Linked DNA regions of Mus musculus: all the other regions are linked to region 3. The links are chromatin contacts, called in public Hi-C and promoter capture Hi-C maps. All regions are on one chromosome and are shown on one strand. The core of a region is the stretch at or near the end of the contact, and the rest is flanking DNA. Distances in the headings are between cores, read along the strand shown. Region 1 holds the start of Phlda1 (pleckstrin homology like domain, family A, member 1). Region 2 holds the start of Nap1l1 (nucleosome assembly protein 1-like 1). Region 3 holds the start of Atxn7l3b (ataxin 7-like 3B). Region 4 holds the start of Bbs10 (Bardet-Biedl syndrome 10 (human)).

Region 1 (4,112 bases), core at 582-3,081, 1.4 Mb before region 3:
CTGCATTTTCTGACGATTTATCTTTTGAGGATTTTGTTTGTTTGTTTGTTTTCTTTAGGAAAAAGTCTCTCTAGCCAGTTAAGTGAGGTGGCAGTTGAAATAAACAGAGCAGAGTTTCAGGCTACAAAATTCTGAAACTTAAATTTCCAATAATGGAACTTATTGTGGTCAATGTACACATAGCTTACCACAGAAATACTAATTGTGAAACAGCCAGAGGGAATCAGGGAATTTTAAAGTCTTTAGTCAGAATGAAGTGAACACGTTGGAAATCTATGATGACTGGGCATTTGCAACTGTTTTAGGAAAAATAGTGCCTGGTAAACTGGGCTACAGTTCACAGTTCAGTGCTTTTCCAAATGGGATACCTTTCTCAACTATGCCTCTCTGTGTTGGCTACAAACCTCTACCTGGCTTTAGGGACTCTGGATACTATAAATGCACTTTCCAGATAACAAGAGAATGCTGTTCTGCTGAAAAAAGACAGCTGGTAGTATAGGAACTCTGGAGTGCTGACCTGTTCTACAGAGGTGGGGGAAAGAAATTAAGGTGGTTAGTAATCAGAATTACAAGTCTATTCTTGGTATACACAAAGATAATGCTTATGCATGATCACATTAGAAATCTTTACATTTGTTTTTTTGGGGGGGGGGGGGAATGGGGAACAAAAACGAAAGGCTGTAAAATGAGTCCAAATGTAAGACTCAGAATTGTTTTTTTTGAACTGGTCCATTTGATCAGAACCTTGGGTGAAGGTCCAAGAACTCTGTTTTCGAGAAGACATTTCTGTTAGCTCTCAGATTAAGTTCGAGTTTCATAGCACGACACACGAAAGACTTTGAATAGTTCATCCTCGACATTCTCTTCGATTGGATTCCTGATTCTTCCTGGCGGTGTGGCAGCAGCCCTTGTCTGACCAACAGCCTGTTTTGTCCTATCTCCTTATGGTGAGAGGAGGCTTAGAGGTTATTTTCCCAAACTGGAGACTAGATCTGTGCTTTATAGTCTACCTTATCAGGAAAGGTTTAAAGGCAAGACGGAGACTAGGACTTTCCAGAGTCAGATTCCCACAGGTGTTTGTAGGACATTCGCCAAGGCTTGTGTGTATGACCTCCCAATGCTGGACATCTGCCTACCCTGCTACTGCTGTGGACTGCAAGGTCTGATCTAGAAGGAAACCCGAGGGCCTAGAGAGATGGCACTCCTCGCAGAGGTTCAATTCCCAGAACCTGTTCTAGGGATCTGCTGATTTCTGACCTGCGTTCTCATACAATACGTACTACACACACACAAGCAAAACATACACTCACAAAAACAAAAACCGCTTGGTGAGTCTGGCTATTTTGCCTGTGTTCTGTGGCAGGAAAGGAAGTCAAGAATGTATACCTGGAGTGAGTCCACCCTTATTTCCCTGTCACTACAAACTGGTAGCTTTATTGTTTTGCCTTAGCTAATTGCCCCCAGGAACAACTATTTATTTAATGGCTGAACAACACCAACAACAAAAAAGCTCGAAGCACTCTTGGGTTTTGTTCCCTGAGATGTTTACATAGCTATGGGGGGGGGGGGGGTAATGCCCGCTATGGAACTTCGTCCCCTAAGTTTTATGCCCTTGTCTGGAGTCGGCTCCGCGTTGACCCCAGGGGTGGCTCCCCAGGCCTGCCTGGATCTGCTACCCACCCCCGCAGCGGAGAGCCCACCTGCTAAGGAAGGGCCGGTCCGTGGGGGGATGGTTTTTCGGCGCCCTCTGGGCGTCGGCAGTCGCCGCCCGGCAGCCGCGGCGACCTCAGCGACCGCGTGGAGCCTCCAGGAGTTTCCAGAACCTGCTTCCAGGCGGCGCGGGCGGCCGTGGGCGGTGGGGCGGGGCGGGGGCGGAGCCGGCGGCGGGGCTGGGGCGGAGCCGGCGGCGGGGGGCGTGTCCGCGGCGGGCTCTGGGAAGGCCCCAAGTTAATGAGGCGTACGCCGGCTGCCGAGCGCCTCTCGGAGCTGGGTTTTCCCCCGCGGCGCGGGCGCCAGGAGCCGCCTTTTCCGCTGGGTGTCACTCGGGGGTGGGGAGGGTGGCCCATTGAAAAGCGCCGCGAGGGGCCCCGGCCAGTGCCCTTCAGTGAGCGCTCGCCGGAGGACGGCAGAGAGCAGCCCGCTCACGGCTCCGGGATCTTGTGGCGAGTCAGGACGCGCCTGTCCCTCTGCCGGGACCCCGAGCCACCGCCGCCGCCGCCACCGCTCTGTCTCCTGCGAGTCAGCCTTCTCTGCGCGCTCCGGGCGGGCGGCCGCGGAAGCCGCTGGGGCGAGGACGGCGCAGGGCTGCTACTGCTACCCCCAGCCGGAGCGTCTGGAAGCCTGAAGGCCGAGCGGAGCAGCAGCACCCCTTATGCCGGAAGGATGCTGGAGAACAGCGGCTGCAAGGCGCTGAAGGAAGGAGTGCTGGAAAAGCGAAGCGACGGGCTGCTGCAGCTCTGGAAGAAAAAGTGCTGCATCCTCACCGAGGAAGGGCTACTGCTCATACCGCCCAAGCAGCTACAACAGCAGCAGCAGCAGCAACAGCCCGGGCAGGGGACGGCCGAACCGTCCCAACCTAGTGGCCCCACCGTCGCCAGCCTTGAGCCACCAGTCAAGCTGAAGGAATTGCACTTTTCCAATATGAAGACTGTAGACTGCGTGGAGCGCAAGGGCAAGTACATGTACTTCACTGTGGTGATGACGGAGGGCAAAGAGATCGACTTTCGGTGCCCCCAGGACCAGGGCTGGAACGCCGAGATCACGTTGCAGATGGTGCAGTACAAAAATCGCCAGGCCATACTGGCGGTCAAGTCTACCAGGCAGAAGCAGCAGCACCTGGTCCAGCAGCAGCCTCCGCAGACGCAGCAGATCCAACCCCAGCCCCAGCCGCAGATCCAACCCCAGCCCCAGCCGCAGATCCAGCCTCAACCCCAACCCCAGCCCCAACCTCAGCCCCAACCTCAGCCCCAACCCCAACCCCAACAGCTCCACTCCTACCCGCATCCGCATCCTCATCCTTACTCTCACCCGCACCAGCACCCACACCCGCACCCGCACCCGCACCCTCACCCTCACCCTCACCCGTACCAACTCCAGCACGCGCACCAGCCTCTTCACTCGCAGCCGCAGGGTCACCGGCTTCTCCGCAGCACCTCCAACTCTGCCTGAAGAGGGCGGCACCCGGGCCACTCAAGGTAAGGTCCTGGCAACCTGGGACACCTAGAAACGTGCCAGCATGGCTGTTGGGAAGAGTAGGAAGCTTGTTGACCGATTTCGCTCCCGAAGCAAAGTTTAAAAAAAAAAATCGTTTCAAGTTTCTGGAGAGGTGGAAAGAAGATGGGCAAGCCGGAGCTTGTAGAGGCAGGGCGGGGAGAGAAGAGCCGGAGGAATTCCGCCAGGGAGCAGGGCACGGGGACCACCTACCCACCACCGTGGTGATCACTCTTGTTCAGTGCCATCCTCCTTTGGGCTGCTTTATTGTGTGCCTCCGCACCAACGTAAAGACCTTGGTGTCCTTCTGGGCACTCGGTCCTTTGTACTGGCCGGGAGGGAACAGGGTCTTGACTCCTGAGTCACTCATTTCATTCCGTGTCCTTTCTTTCCAGGTTTTGAGGACTTCGGAAAGTGGGAAGAGTGCATTGCTATTCAGTTCACTTGGATCAAAACCAACAGAGTCTCCCCACCCCGCGCCTGATCAAGTAGTTTGGACTTCACCCGACGGATAACGCGCGCTTGCAGTTCCCTCGTAGTTTTCTGCATAATGTTCATCACAGTTGCAGGAAGCAGATTTTGCGTCGAGATGACTTTATTTATGGACCTTTGGAAGGATCACCTAACGTAATGGACCTTTGTAGGAACAATTTATGTACTGTAATTTTATTTTAATGTTATTTTGGATTATGATTATTTATTAGTTTTTTTATGCCTAATCTAAGACATTTCTGAATGTAGGCCACCTCCTCCCCCTCCTCGCCAAAAAGAAAAAGAAAAAAAGAAAAAAAAAAAAGAAACTTTATTTTCAGAAACAGATTTCTTAGTAAGCCCTGATCTTGGAAGAGAAAAAGGGAAAGGGGTGGTGGAGGGGGGCAAACATGAAAAAAAAATGGGTTCAG
Region 2 (4,177 bases), core at 911-3,410, 1.5 Mb before region 3:
ATGAGTAAGTTTGGATTCAATTGACAAAATACTCGGTCCCAACTTGCTTTCCTTTTTTAAATGGCGGTGAAAGCATGCCTAATTGAGAGAACGTTAGGAAGGAAGGATTTGCCGTGGCTCAGAGTTGGAGGGTGCAATCTGTCTTTCCCATCGGGGACAACATGGTGACACTCACCACATTGCATCTAATCAAGAGCTAAAAGGCAGTTCATGTTGGTGTTCCGCTTGCGTTCTCTTTCCTATTCAGTTCAAGACAGCCCATGCATGGATGTCACCAACCCAAAAGAGGAACTTCCCACTTCAACGAGCACAAGTTAGAGACGCCCTCACAGACACACCCAGGTTTTTCTCCTAGGTGCTGCTGTATTGATATTGGCTGCCACACAACTCATTTCATGATGGAGGCCTGGGCTTGACATTTTTTTTTCCGAAACGTGAATTCCATGACTTGGCAAAAGGAGGTGATCATTTGAACAGTTCTGGATTCGATCCTAGATTTCCCATGTGACCTTGAACAACTTGACTAATGCTAATTACAGACATTTTAAAGTTTCAGGGAAACTAATAGATGTCCCAGGATCTTTCCTTTAAAAACAAACAAACCAATAAGCAAGCCCCCAAAAAACCTTTGACAAGTCCAAAAGCTTTGCTTAGCTTTAAGATAGGGTCTCACTACGTAGCCAGGCTGCAGTAGAGTTGAAAATCCTCCTGTCTTTATCTCCAGAGTTCTGGCTTAACTGGTGTGTGACACCACACTCCACTTTCCCCCAGAGACCTTTGTGTGCATTCCAGATACTGATAGTTATCTTGTTGGAAATTAACAGTGATTTTTTTTTTTTTTCTGCTACAGGGCCTTAAATATTCCGCGCTGACCTGGAACTCTCTATGACCCTAAATTCCTTATCCCTGTGCCTCTATCTCTGCAGGGGTGCAACTCCAGAAATGAAGCCATGTGTGGGCTATGTGATGCTGTGGTTTGAACCTGGGGCCTTCATGCATCTTAGGCAGGCACTCTTACCAAATGAGCTACATCCAAAGGACTCAAAGAGTAGTTATTCTTTCACTAAAATACTAGCACATAGCCTTTTGTATGCACATACTACTTTTTGCCAAGTTCTTCCATGCCTGATTTCACAACAGATAACCAGATTCTCCTGTCTGTCTGTTTGTATTTCCAATGTTGCCCTATCTCACGACTTGTAGTGTCTGGAAGACTCCAGTGAAGGCTTGTGGGAGGATGGGAATGTAAAATGTAGACAGTGCCTTAGTATTATAGACAGATTAACCTCCCACCATAAAGACCACACTTGGAGCACAGCTGTTTGATTTGACGATCTCAAATTGTGGCACATAGCCACTCTCTGAAAGATTTAAAATCTGATACCTGCAGGGCCTCACTGTGGCCCTACCTAAAAAACAAAACCCCAAAGCACCAAACATAGTTAACAGAACAGGTGATTTGTAGTCAACTGAAAAATAGCTGCAAGATTTCATGAGCTTAAGGGTTGATTTACTTTTTCAGGAAGATGAAAAATTGGTATGCTGATTATTTTCATTATAAAGCAGTAATACGCAAAAATACGCTCTTTACTTCCATCAAATGAACTAAAGCAGAGATGAAGGGTTGTGTATCAGGTAAACGTGATGTGGAACACCCTAAAAGGCGTAGAGGCGCCCCGAGTTAGAAGCAAAACCAGCCGAAGACGCTGCCGCGGTGGTCACAAGAAAAGAGTTGTTAGTTCTCAGCTAGAGTGGGAAAATGGTTTCAGAGGAGAAGGGGGTGGGGAGAGGGGAGAGGCGTGCTGGGATTAGGTCTGGATGCGGATGGGAATCCTAGCCAGGATACTGCAAGCCTGCCACTAGGCTGTGTCCCTAACCCAGGCGGGCAAGGAGAACCAGGAGCGGGACCTATGGGTCGTCGCTGTGGGATTGGGATTTCCATCGCAGCGTAGAAGGGAGAAGAGATGGCGAGCACAAGACCGCCACAGGCGGGAAGCCTAAGGTGCCGGGGAAGAAGGACGGCTCTGTAACCAGGCAACAAGGCCCAGGCCCGCCTCCCGCTCCCGTTGCTACGCAACGCCGAGGCCAGGGGGAGGGCGTCGGAGCAGCCCTACGTGCTGACGCTAATTGTATATGAGCGCGAGCGGCGGGCTCTCGGGTCTTTTTTAGCGCCATCTGCTCGCGGCGCCGCCTCCTGCTCCTCCCGCCGCCGCCGCTGCCGCCGCCCTGAGTCACTGCCTGCGCAGCTCCCGCCGCCCGGCTCCGCGTCCGAGCCTCCTGGAACGGTAACGGCTGGGGGCCGGGAGGGCCGGGTGGCGGGGGCCTGCGAGGTGTCGGGCTGAGGCCGCGGGGTGAGCGCTCCGGAGCGGCCATGCGGCCTGAGGGACCCCGGGGAGCGCCGGCGGCTGCGGGGCGCGCGGGACGGCGAGGCCGCGGGAGAGCGGAGGAGGAGGAGGAGGCCACGCCGCGGGGCGCCCTGGGTCGCCCGGCCGCCTCTGCCTCGGTGGAGCCCACCGCGAGGGCAACCCCGGCGAGGCGGGCCGCGGGGATGGGGGACATGGAAGGAACGGTGGCCGCGCGAGTTCCGCCCGCAGGGAGGGGCTGTGCAGGCCGCGCGGCCTCGGCGCGCAGGAGCCGGGGCACGTGGGGACCGCGCCGCGGGCGGCCGGAGACCCCTGCCGGGGCCCACCCGACACCTCCGTCGGAGTTGGAGGAGGAGGAGGGGTCGCCACGAGTACCAGTCCCGCCACGGTCTCACCGGCTCCCTGGGTCTTCCTGGAGGGAACTGTGCTAGCGGATGGGAGGATGGAGGGGCGAGCAGCCTCCACCGCCAGGGTTATAAGGGGTTAACACGTGCAAAGCGTTCAGCCTAGCTATTTTTTTTTTTTTTTTTTTTTAACAAAAGATCTTGTTTTGTGTCTCACAGGTACAGTTAGAACTTCGATGGGTAACGTGGCCGGGGTATATTTGTGTGGAGAGACTTAATCCTAGTCTCCTTAAACCTCCAGATGGTTCTGAGACGAAAACTAAGAAGGGCTGGCTTGTTGGGGGTGGGGAGTGGGGTTCGAGTTTAATAGACCAACAGCGTGGTTCTTCCCTTCAGGCAGCACCCCCTCCCTCCCCCCAGAATTCTCACTAGGGATGAAGTGGAAGGACCATGGGGTGGAACAAGGCATTAATAATATACTGACCAAGCTCAGTGCGCCACATTTCTGTAAAGATCTCAGGAGTGGCATCGGAGGGAGGGCGGAGACAGGTCCTGTCCAGAGGGCAGGGCTTCCCAGACTAAAAGGATGCACCAGGCATACAGGCTATCTTCCAGGGCTAACTACTTCAGACTGTCTCCTGTCTCTAAATTCCAAAATGAGAAACGTTTTAAAGACTTTCCCAACACCTCTAATTTCAGGAGAGCCAACATAAAGTTTACCACTTTTGAAAATAGACGCCATCAAAACACCTTCCCAAACTTAATATCCAAAGAATACTTTGGATTAGAGGAGTGCCTAAAATTTACATTTTTTTGTTTTTTGATTTTTTTGGGGGGGGCGGGATGGGGTGGGGGTGGTGGTTTCCAGACAGGGTTTTTCTGTGTAGCCCTGGCTGTCCTAGAACTCATTCTGTACACCAAACTGGCCTGGAACTCAGAAACCCACCTGCCTCTGCCTCCCAAGTGCTGGGATTAAAGGCGTGCACCTTTAATTTTAAAACTACCAGTAAATGGGAGGTTTCAGTGGTCTTGGAATTCTTATCTTCAGACTTGTTTATGGTTGAAGTGTCTATCCCAGATTTAAACTGTACAACTACTTTAAGTCTGGATTGGAGGGATTTAATCTAGCAGTAGTGGGGACTTAGACATCTGTCATCAAATCTTGACTTAATAGATGTTCTTCTGATGTCAGCATTTAGATTATTAAATAGAAGTTAAAACATATCAAGAAAAGTTTTGTCAGGTTTATCTGTTGCAAAAATACCTGTTCTTTTGTTTTTGGTCTTTGGCCCTATAATTGACAATTTAATACTGATTGTGGCACCTGACTTGCCCTTTCACGAGATTAAAAACAACACTCTTGGCAGAGCCAGTGTGTCTAAAATTCTATAGTTAATTTCCTTATTTGCTTGCTTGTATTGGCTTTAGGTGACATAGGCCAATAAAAGAAAGGGGCTAAATAAGATCTGA
Region 3 (4,215 bases), core at 1,490-3,989:
AATTCTTGGACTAAGGATCCAAACTGTAACTAGGCCCCAACCCTGAGCTGCAAAACTCTGAGAAGGCAACAACAGACAGTCTCAAGGCTCAAGCACTATAATTGCCTCAACTCTTTGAGTATAATCCAAATTAGTCCACACACTTCAAATAGCTCCTGGGAGAAGGAAGATACATACACAATAGGATTAGAAATGTGGAGCAGAACCAACTCCTTCCTTGTGTATGCCAGCATTCCTGGCTCTGCAGTAAGTCCTAAGAGGCCGTATCCAAGTAGCAATGGGAAGAAAGAACTCATGACAGGCAGGGAGATATACTAGCAAGGCAGCCTTATATAAGAGAAACACTTAGACATGACACTGCCTTGTAAATTTAAAAAAAGGTTGTTTTTTTTTTTTTTTTTTTTTTTTGTTATTTTCCCATTCCAATCCAAACAGAGGGAGCCATGAGAGATTCTCCTCTAAGGCTTCCATAAAAACAGGTAAAACAAAACAACATAAAAATTTAAAGTTAGAAAACGAAAACGACAACAAAAGGAAAAAGGAAACTTGTGTAGGCTTCGGAGGAGCAGCACTGGAAGATGAGCTGAAATTGGTCGAGAGAAAACCTAGTGTGGCAAGCAGCACCTGGAATCATGAGCTGCACCAGAGAGGCAGTGGAGCAGTGACAGGAACATGGCCAAGCCAGACAGATGAGGCTGGACCCTTTACTGGGGCACAGAATGAGGTAAGAAAACATTTCAAATAAAGCAGCACCTTTCTTTTCTGCTCACCTCAGGACTCCCACCCTCCATAACCCCCCATTTTAGGGACTGAAACAGACCAGTTTTGATATGCCACTCACTTCCCCTTTACTTCTAACCCTGCCTCCAACTTTCCATCAAGAAATATACAGCCCCTGCTGGAAGGAGGTTCTGAGGACCAAGTGATGAACTGCTGTTTGTGAGGGCAGAGAAGGTGGAGACAGTCTCAATCAGCACAGCAGAGGTCTGACTGCCCAGTTGATGAAGGAATTCTGCAACCATACCAGGTAAACCAGGCCTGTTTCAGGGCTCTTAGCATTAAACTCATTCACATTATTGAAGGCAGATGGAAAAAAGTTCCCTCCTGGCTCAATTTTTAAACAGCCTCCTGCTCTGCCATGATGTCCTTCTGTAGGTCAGTGGTACCACTGGAGGGCAGCGACCTGTCATAATGATCAAGTCAGACCCATGGGCTGGTTACATCACCAGTAACTCAAAAGTAGGAAAAAACCGTCCCACCAAACTTATGTCCGCAGTATGTAATTCAAGACATGAGTCTTCCAGTTGGACATGATGTGCAGTCGCGGAGGTACACTTCATCCTCATAGCATCAAAAGAAAATCTTCAGCTGTTTGAAAACCACCTTGTCCTTTGCCAAACCTTTGCCACTCAGTAGGATGGAAAGACAGGTCTTCTGATGAGCCAAAGGCAAGGCCTTGTCCCCACAAAATGCTGGACCTTTGGAAAACAGGTGATTTGGAACTTCTTGAAGACAAGGGCACAAGGGCTTCCCATCGAATTCAAACGGGAATATTAATATTTTTAGTATTTAAGTCACATACCTGACTTCTATTTGTATCAAAGAGGCCCAATTGGAGGCTTAGAAATCAGAGGAGCAGTCCACCGAAGCTGACTGATCAGGGCCTGACCATCAACACCATCTAAAACTTCGAAGGAGGCCCATGACATCAGGCAGATGCAGAATCTGAGAAACAAATAGAATTGTATAGGCTGGGTACACAGCTGCTCACCTGTGTACCGAGGACAGTTCAGGGTCCTTGCACATCCACATGTATTTTATACAGCTCAAAATACAGCACGACGCCTCTGGACCTTCTTCTGCCCAGGATTTCAGAGCTGGCATGGGAGACCCTTTCAAATGGACCGGGATTCCTAAATTCTCCTCTTTGGGTGTTTTGTTCGTTTTACGCCTTCTCGGTTTTTTTTTTTTTTGTATTTTAATGCTAAGATCTTGAAGGGGGGTAAATGGGACTTTTGTTTGCTTTTCCTTTATTTGTTGATTTAATTTTTTTTCTCTCCAACTTAGCTTATTCCTCCAAAGCCACGGGGACCAGTCTCTATTATTGTCCTGGTCACTGTGTCGCCCTCTCTCAGGTGGTGACTACTGGAATTCCGGAGGTGAACGCTGCAGCTCCGTCTGGGGCCCGTCCCCGGGATCCCCAGGAAGGGAGCAGAGCGGGAGGCGGCACGCGCCTTTGTCCTCCACTGGCTGGATGCCGAAATCCTTCACGCTCCCAGTGTCTGCAAACTCCAGGTAGAAGTAGCCACACTTGACCGCCCGGTGCACCTCAAAGCAGAAGCCCAGGCAGGAATCCTCTATCAGGTCTACATAGATCTCCTGGGCGATGGCCTCCAGCTTGTTAGTATCCAGGTTGGCCAACGAAATCTCCTCCATCTTAACCGGCAAGCGACCGTGCGGAGGGCGCTGGCTTTACTCACGGCACACTCGGGCTCCGCTAGGCCTGCAAGGCCTCTCCGGGCCTCGTCCTCCGGGACGGCAACGGCGACGACGGCGGCGTCCGCGGCGACAGCAACCGCCGCTCCGGAGCCCCAACGCTCGCTCGGCTGCGACGATCACCCAAGTTCGGGATTCTGAGCTGCACCCGAGCCCGGCTCGCCGCGAAAACCGTCTCGGCGCCTCACCCAGCCGTTCGGGCCTCTTCCTCTCGCTGACAGTCTGGGCCCGCCCCCCCACTTCCGCCCGGTGCTGCGCCTGCGCACTGGCTCCGCGCGGAGGCTGGGCTTGGGCTCGGGCTCTGGCGCAGTTCGCTGGCCTGGGAGCACTGTTGGTCTGTGCGAGCCAGTGGCGACAACTGGCATTCCTGCCTGTGTCTTTTTCTCTCTCCCGGTTCATAAAATGTTATCGACGATGCTATGGTATTTTGTTTAGGGCTTTAAACGTTCACTAATGCGTTCACCTGTGTTTCAATGATTTCTTACGTAAAAGGAGGAATAATAATTACTTGTCCAGTTGTGTAATCAATCGAATAATGATTTCAGGCATGTTTATCCACATACGACTGAAAATTTGACGTACAGGATTGGCTTGCAGTAATTTACAGTACTGCCGCAGTTGTCATTTAAATCCACTAGATGATGCAAGGAAACAAATTGCCCTATAGTTTATCTTTGAGGCTTTCTTTGAATGAAAACAACTAGAATCCTGACACTAAAGGCATAATTCAAATATATTGATCAAATAAACCTAAGGCATTTATCTCACTTATAAGACCATTAAGTCAGCGTGACTGTAAAGAAATGATTATATACGTCTCCAAATGTGCTACAAGATAAAAATGATGTGCGCTTAGTTTGGGGGAGGCAAAGAGGAGGGGGAAGACTTTCCTAAAGTTACACTGCTTTCACTGTGAGAACTGGAACCGTCCCACCAAATCCTCTGCAGCCAGCTCCTAACAACTTTTCTCATTTGACTCAAGCAAGTCCTTATTCTGTCACTGATAAAACACACTACTAACCACAATGGATCAGAAGATGCTAGCTAGCTATTCCTAAAAAGATTAGTTGTGAATTCAAACATAAGGAAATCACTGTATTCTTTCTTTACTTTTTTCTTTCTTGTTCATTATTTGATCCTCCTCTGCAACTGCTCTACTTTTGCAATTTATCAGAAAGAACTGTGGCTAAGGAAAAACTCAAATCCTCCTTTATAGCTTTCTTATGCAAGATTTCCAGATTAGAGAAAAGCATAAGATGATCATATTTTCCTCAGTACAGAATTACCTTACACTGATTGATTTAGAGTGCAAACTATTTGTAAACAACTGTATTTTCTAGTTGTCTATTTAATTAATTTAGATCTCACAAATTGGCAGATACAAATCATTTAGCTTATGCTACTTAATTTTTTTCTGCCCAGAGTTCTTTTTTTTTAATTTAAAAAAAGACAGAACTTTAAAAAAATTGGACTTTTGTATAATCTAGATGTTCTAGATTCAAAAAATTAACGTATTGACACATTGTGGGATCTGGACATACAATAAACCATGTAATGTTTAAGAGTACATGTTACTGAATCAGACTGCCTCCTACAGTAGATGCCTATGCGAATCTTGTATTGGGATCTGTTTTCTTGACATTTCAGGAATAGGTGTCATCACATAGTTTTGTAGTGAGACACATAGCAATACGTATAAGAATTTTCACATGGTGCTTG
Region 4 (3,690 bases), core at 714-3,213, 1.6 Mb before region 3:
CAGGGTTTCTCTGTGTAGCCCTGGCTGTCCTGGAACTCATTCTGTAGACCAGGCTGGCCTTGAACTCAGAAATCCGCCTGCCTCTGCCTCCCGAGTGCTGGGATTAAAGGTGTGTGCCACCACACCCGGCTAATATTGATAATCTTTATTTGAAAAAATGTCATGAACCATTTGAATGATGAGCCACAGAACCTCAGTTGAATTTATTTCCACTTTTGGCATGTTAAATATAGATTTAATTTTAAGTACTTCAGTTAATGGGTTTATAAAGTCAAGCACTAGCATTGGTCAGTTTTGTATGATAGGATGTAAGTGTGTTCTCACCTGCAGTGTAAATACAGCACACTGTAGAATTCTCTTAAGGTGCATAGTAAATGTATAGATAGTCACAGGCGGTTTTGTAATGTATACATTTCTAATCTATTATTCCTAACCTGTCATGTTTGCAGAGAGAAAAGAATTTTTCTAATGATCTGTAAAATTATGTTAACTTCTACAAGTAGGTATTCTAAATAAACTTTTTTAAAAGAGCAATCTGTGATCCAGTGACTCTTGATATAATGTATTAATGCATAATGTACTAAATTAATCCTCTTATTTTTTATTGTGTGTGTGAAAAAGATGGGTACAGGCTTGACAGGAATTTTGACAATCTCTAATATATGTTTTACTTGATACTTTATATTCTTTTAAAATAAGTGGAGTTTATACATATTTTATACATTAAAGATGAGGCTCAGCATATCTAAATGACCCCAAAAACTACACAGTAAGAATAAAGGCGGTCTGTCTTTCTCAGGTAAAAGCCTCCTGAATCACGACTACACAGTGCACTTGATTGTACTGTTTAAATGTTTGAAATATCCCACTATTTCAGTCTAAAGATAATGTCCAGTGATGAATGCAACCAAGAAAAAACACTGAAGCAGTATCATTAGACACTGAAATGCTGTTCTCCTCCCGGTCGTTTACTACTGAGTTATTGAGGAAACCTCAGGAAGGCTTTACTCATGATTTTGTCTTCCTTTCACCTCATTCTAACTTGTCCCTCAGAATCCTCTTGCCCGTGTGGGGTAAGGACACTGCTGTCAGTGTTAAACGTCATTGAATATCTATCTACAAGATCACTTTCCTGCTAACATTGACAGCTTTGTTCTGCATTCATTTCTTGTGGGTATGACAGCCTGGGTAATGATCCACCATGAGAATTTTGTGAGTAAATGACAAATACTTGGCTGTACTTCGAGTTAGAAACAGTACAAAAACTAACTTATCCACCTCGGAACTTTAAAGGTTTTTTTGGTTTTGTTTGTTTTGTTTTGTTTTACCAACTTGTTTGTTTTAAATGAGGAAAGCAGAGACAGATGGTCTCTGGCTGAAAGAAGCCCTTTAGCTATGAATCCAGCGCTCGTGCGCTCCCTAAAGCCTTTGTGTTTTACTGGGTGAAACATTTCTGCTTTGGGATGGTATACAGTACAAATGACAAATACAATTGATCATCGATGTGAATAAAAGGCAAACATCTACTTCTGCTCAAGTGGTTTAACTAGGTGGGGTTTCGTCCATACCTGAACACACACAAGGTAGCACACCCCAGCGGAAGCCACGAGCCTAGAAATGGCTATGCCCAAGCTCTCTCCGCCTGCCCTGCATTCTAAAACCGTTTGCTTGAAGGCAAGGAGAGCAAACTACACGGCAGGGGCACTAGAGAAGTAAGCTCGAGATGGGGCGGTAATCACGCCCCCGAGCCCGAGCCCTTCCCTGCAGAGACCTAGCGGTTGCAGTGGCCAGGGAGGCCCGCGGGACGTGAACCAGGAAAGTAAGGACGTCCCAGGACCACTCGAGTCTCCGCCCACCGCTGGCGGGGCTCCACCCCACCGAGGGGCATAGAGCTCTTCCGCCAATCGATGCCAAAGCTACTGCTCTTCCGCCGTTTTCCCCGCCTCTTCCGTTTCCGCCCTTCTGCGGGCCTGACCTAACGGAAGCGTTACCCGTGGTTCCTTACCCATGGCGTCCCAGGGGTCGGTGACGGCGGCTTTGCGGGTGGCCGAGGTGCTGGAGAGCATCGCGAACCGCTGCGTGGGGCCCGAGGGCGGCCAAGTGTTGTGTACGAAGCCCACCGGCGAGGTGCTGCTTAGCAGGGATGGAGGCTGCCTCCTGGAGGCGCTGCACTTAGAGCATCCCTTAGCCAGGTACCTCACTTCTCCTGCCCTCCACTAGGCGCGCATCTCCCTCAATCTCCCATCCCATCCTGAGGCCGTGGACCTGGATAAAACCAGTGTAGACATCAGAGAGCTGCCCAAACTACTAGTCCCGAGCCCCAAACCTCATCACGTGCACAGAACACTTCTTACTCTTTCCCCATCCCTGAATGAAGTAGTTAAAGGAAAAGTAAAGCAAAGCCTATATGTCAAAAGGACAATCTGTGTGCCTTATAGCTATGAAAATGTGGATTTAACCCAGAAAATCTGAGTTATTTTTTTCCCTTCCTATACAGGATGATAGTGGCGTGTGTTTCCAGTCACCTTAAAAAGACAGGAGATGGTGCTAAGACATTTATTATTTTTCTTTGCCATTTACTCAGAGGACTTCATGCAATCGGAGAAAAAGGAAAAGATTCATTCACTTCTGAAAATATTCAGAGCCATGAAAGGCATTGGAAAAACTGTTGTCAGTGGAAATCTATTTCCCAGGCTCTGCAAACGTTTCAGACACAAACCCTAGGTTGTATTGTAGACCGGAGTTTAAGCAGGCACTACCTGTCTGTCTTTTCTTCATCCACTGAAGGAAGAAAACTGTGCAGGCACTCGCTAGAGTTGCTCCTGGAAGCATACTTTTGTGGAAGAGTGGGAAGAAACAATCACAGATTCATTTCACAGTTGATGTGTGACTACGTTTTCAAGTGTATGGCTTGTGAAAGTGGGGTTGAAGTATTTGAGTTGTTGGATCACTGTTTTGCAGAGTTGAATGTTGGCGTGACAGGCCTTCCTGTTTCAGATTCTAGAATCATAGATGGCCTTGTGCTTCCCAGGGACTTTTCTATGTACTGCCCAGCAGATGGTGACATTAGGATGGTGATAGTAACAGAAATCCTCCAGCCTCAGTTTTCATCGGCTGGCTCGGAGTTTGTTCTCAATTCAGAAACACAGTTTCAGGCATCTCAGTGCTGGATCACGGACAGGACAAAAACAGTAATGAACCACTTGCGTGGTCAGAATGTAAAACTGCTCCTGACCAGTGTGAAGCAACCAGACCTGGTTATTTACTGTGCAAGACTTAATAGCATATCAGTGGTGGAGTGTTTATCAGCCGAAGAAGTTTCCCTTGTCCAGAGGATCACTGGTCTTTCTCCTTGTGTCCTACCAGAGGTTGCTTCACAGTGTGAAATTTCTGATAGTACTTTGGTGAAGTTTTGCAAGCCCCTCATCCTTAGATCCAAGAGGTATGTTCATCTCGGCTTGATTAGCACATGTGCATTTATACCTCACTCTATGGTCCTCTGTGGACCGGTTCTGGGTCTTGTTGAACAGCATGAGAGAGCTTTTCACGGAGCATTTAAGATGCTTCGGCAGCTATTTACTGACCTTGATCTAAATTACATCATACAAACCAAACAGCAATGTAACCCAAGTCCTCTTGCTTATGACAATAGCAGAGAGCGTAATCACTCACCAGAAACTGATAAGTATC

The links. Promoter capture Hi-C pulls out the DNA fragments that hold promoters and counts their contacts. A called contact is a pair of places that touch in the nucleus more often than the background predicts.
Region 1: a contact with region 3 is called in a promoter capture Hi-C map of pre-B cells, with 2.7 times the contacts expected there. The contact joins the promoter of Phlda1 here to the promoter of Atxn7l3b in region 3. A contact is called at or near these places in 2 of 39 promoter capture datasets (liver and pre-B cells), 1 of 115 datasets of contacts at active chromatin or transcription factors (microglia) and 1 of 9 other capture datasets (liver).
Region 2: a promoter capture Hi-C map of liver shows a contact between it and region 3, with 2.5 times the contacts expected there. The contact joins the promoter of Nap1l1 here to the promoter of Atxn7l3b in region 3. A contact is called at or near these places in 2 of 39 promoter capture datasets (liver and pre-B cells), 1 of 484 Hi-C or Micro-C datasets (CD4 T cells), 1 of 115 datasets of contacts at active chromatin or transcription factors (astrocytes) and 1 of 9 other capture datasets (liver).
Region 4: a Hi-C map of uterus shows a contact between it and region 3, with 10 times the contacts expected there. The contact joins the promoter of Bbs10 here to the promoter of Atxn7l3b in region 3. A contact is called at or near these places in 1 of 484 Hi-C or Micro-C datasets (uterus) and 1 of 115 datasets of contacts at active chromatin or transcription factors (astrocytes).

What each region holds. Positions count from the first base shown.
Region 1 is chr10:111,504,455-111,508,566 of GRCm38.p6, forward strand. It overlaps Phlda1 (pleckstrin homology like domain, family A, member 1), which reads left to right and starts at 1,832. Exons shown (of 2, transcript NM_009344.3): 1 at 1,832-3,194; 2 at 3,606-4,112. The coding sequence starts at 1,951. The coding sequence ends at 3,168.
Region 2 is chr10:111,471,067-111,475,243 of GRCm38.p6, forward strand. It overlaps Nap1l1 (nucleosome assembly protein 1-like 1), which reads left to right and starts at 2,161. Exons shown (of 16, transcript NM_015781.5): 1 at 2,161-2,285.
Region 3 is chr10:112,926,287-112,930,501 of GRCm38.p6, forward strand. It overlaps Atxn7l3b (ataxin 7-like 3B), which reads right to left and starts at 2,740. Exons shown (of 1, transcript NM_001033474.2): 1 at 1-2,740. The coding sequence starts at 2,436. The coding sequence ends at 2,143.
Region 4 is chr10:111,296,716-111,300,405 of GRCm38.p6, forward strand. It overlaps Bbs10 (Bardet-Biedl syndrome 10 (human)), which reads left to right and starts at 1,964. Exons shown (of 2, transcript NM_027914.1): 1 at 1,964-2,192; 2 at 2,498-3,690. The coding sequence starts at 2,008. It overlaps Osbpl8 (oxysterol binding protein-like 8), which reads left to right. Exons shown (of 24, transcript NM_175489.3): 24 at 1-532.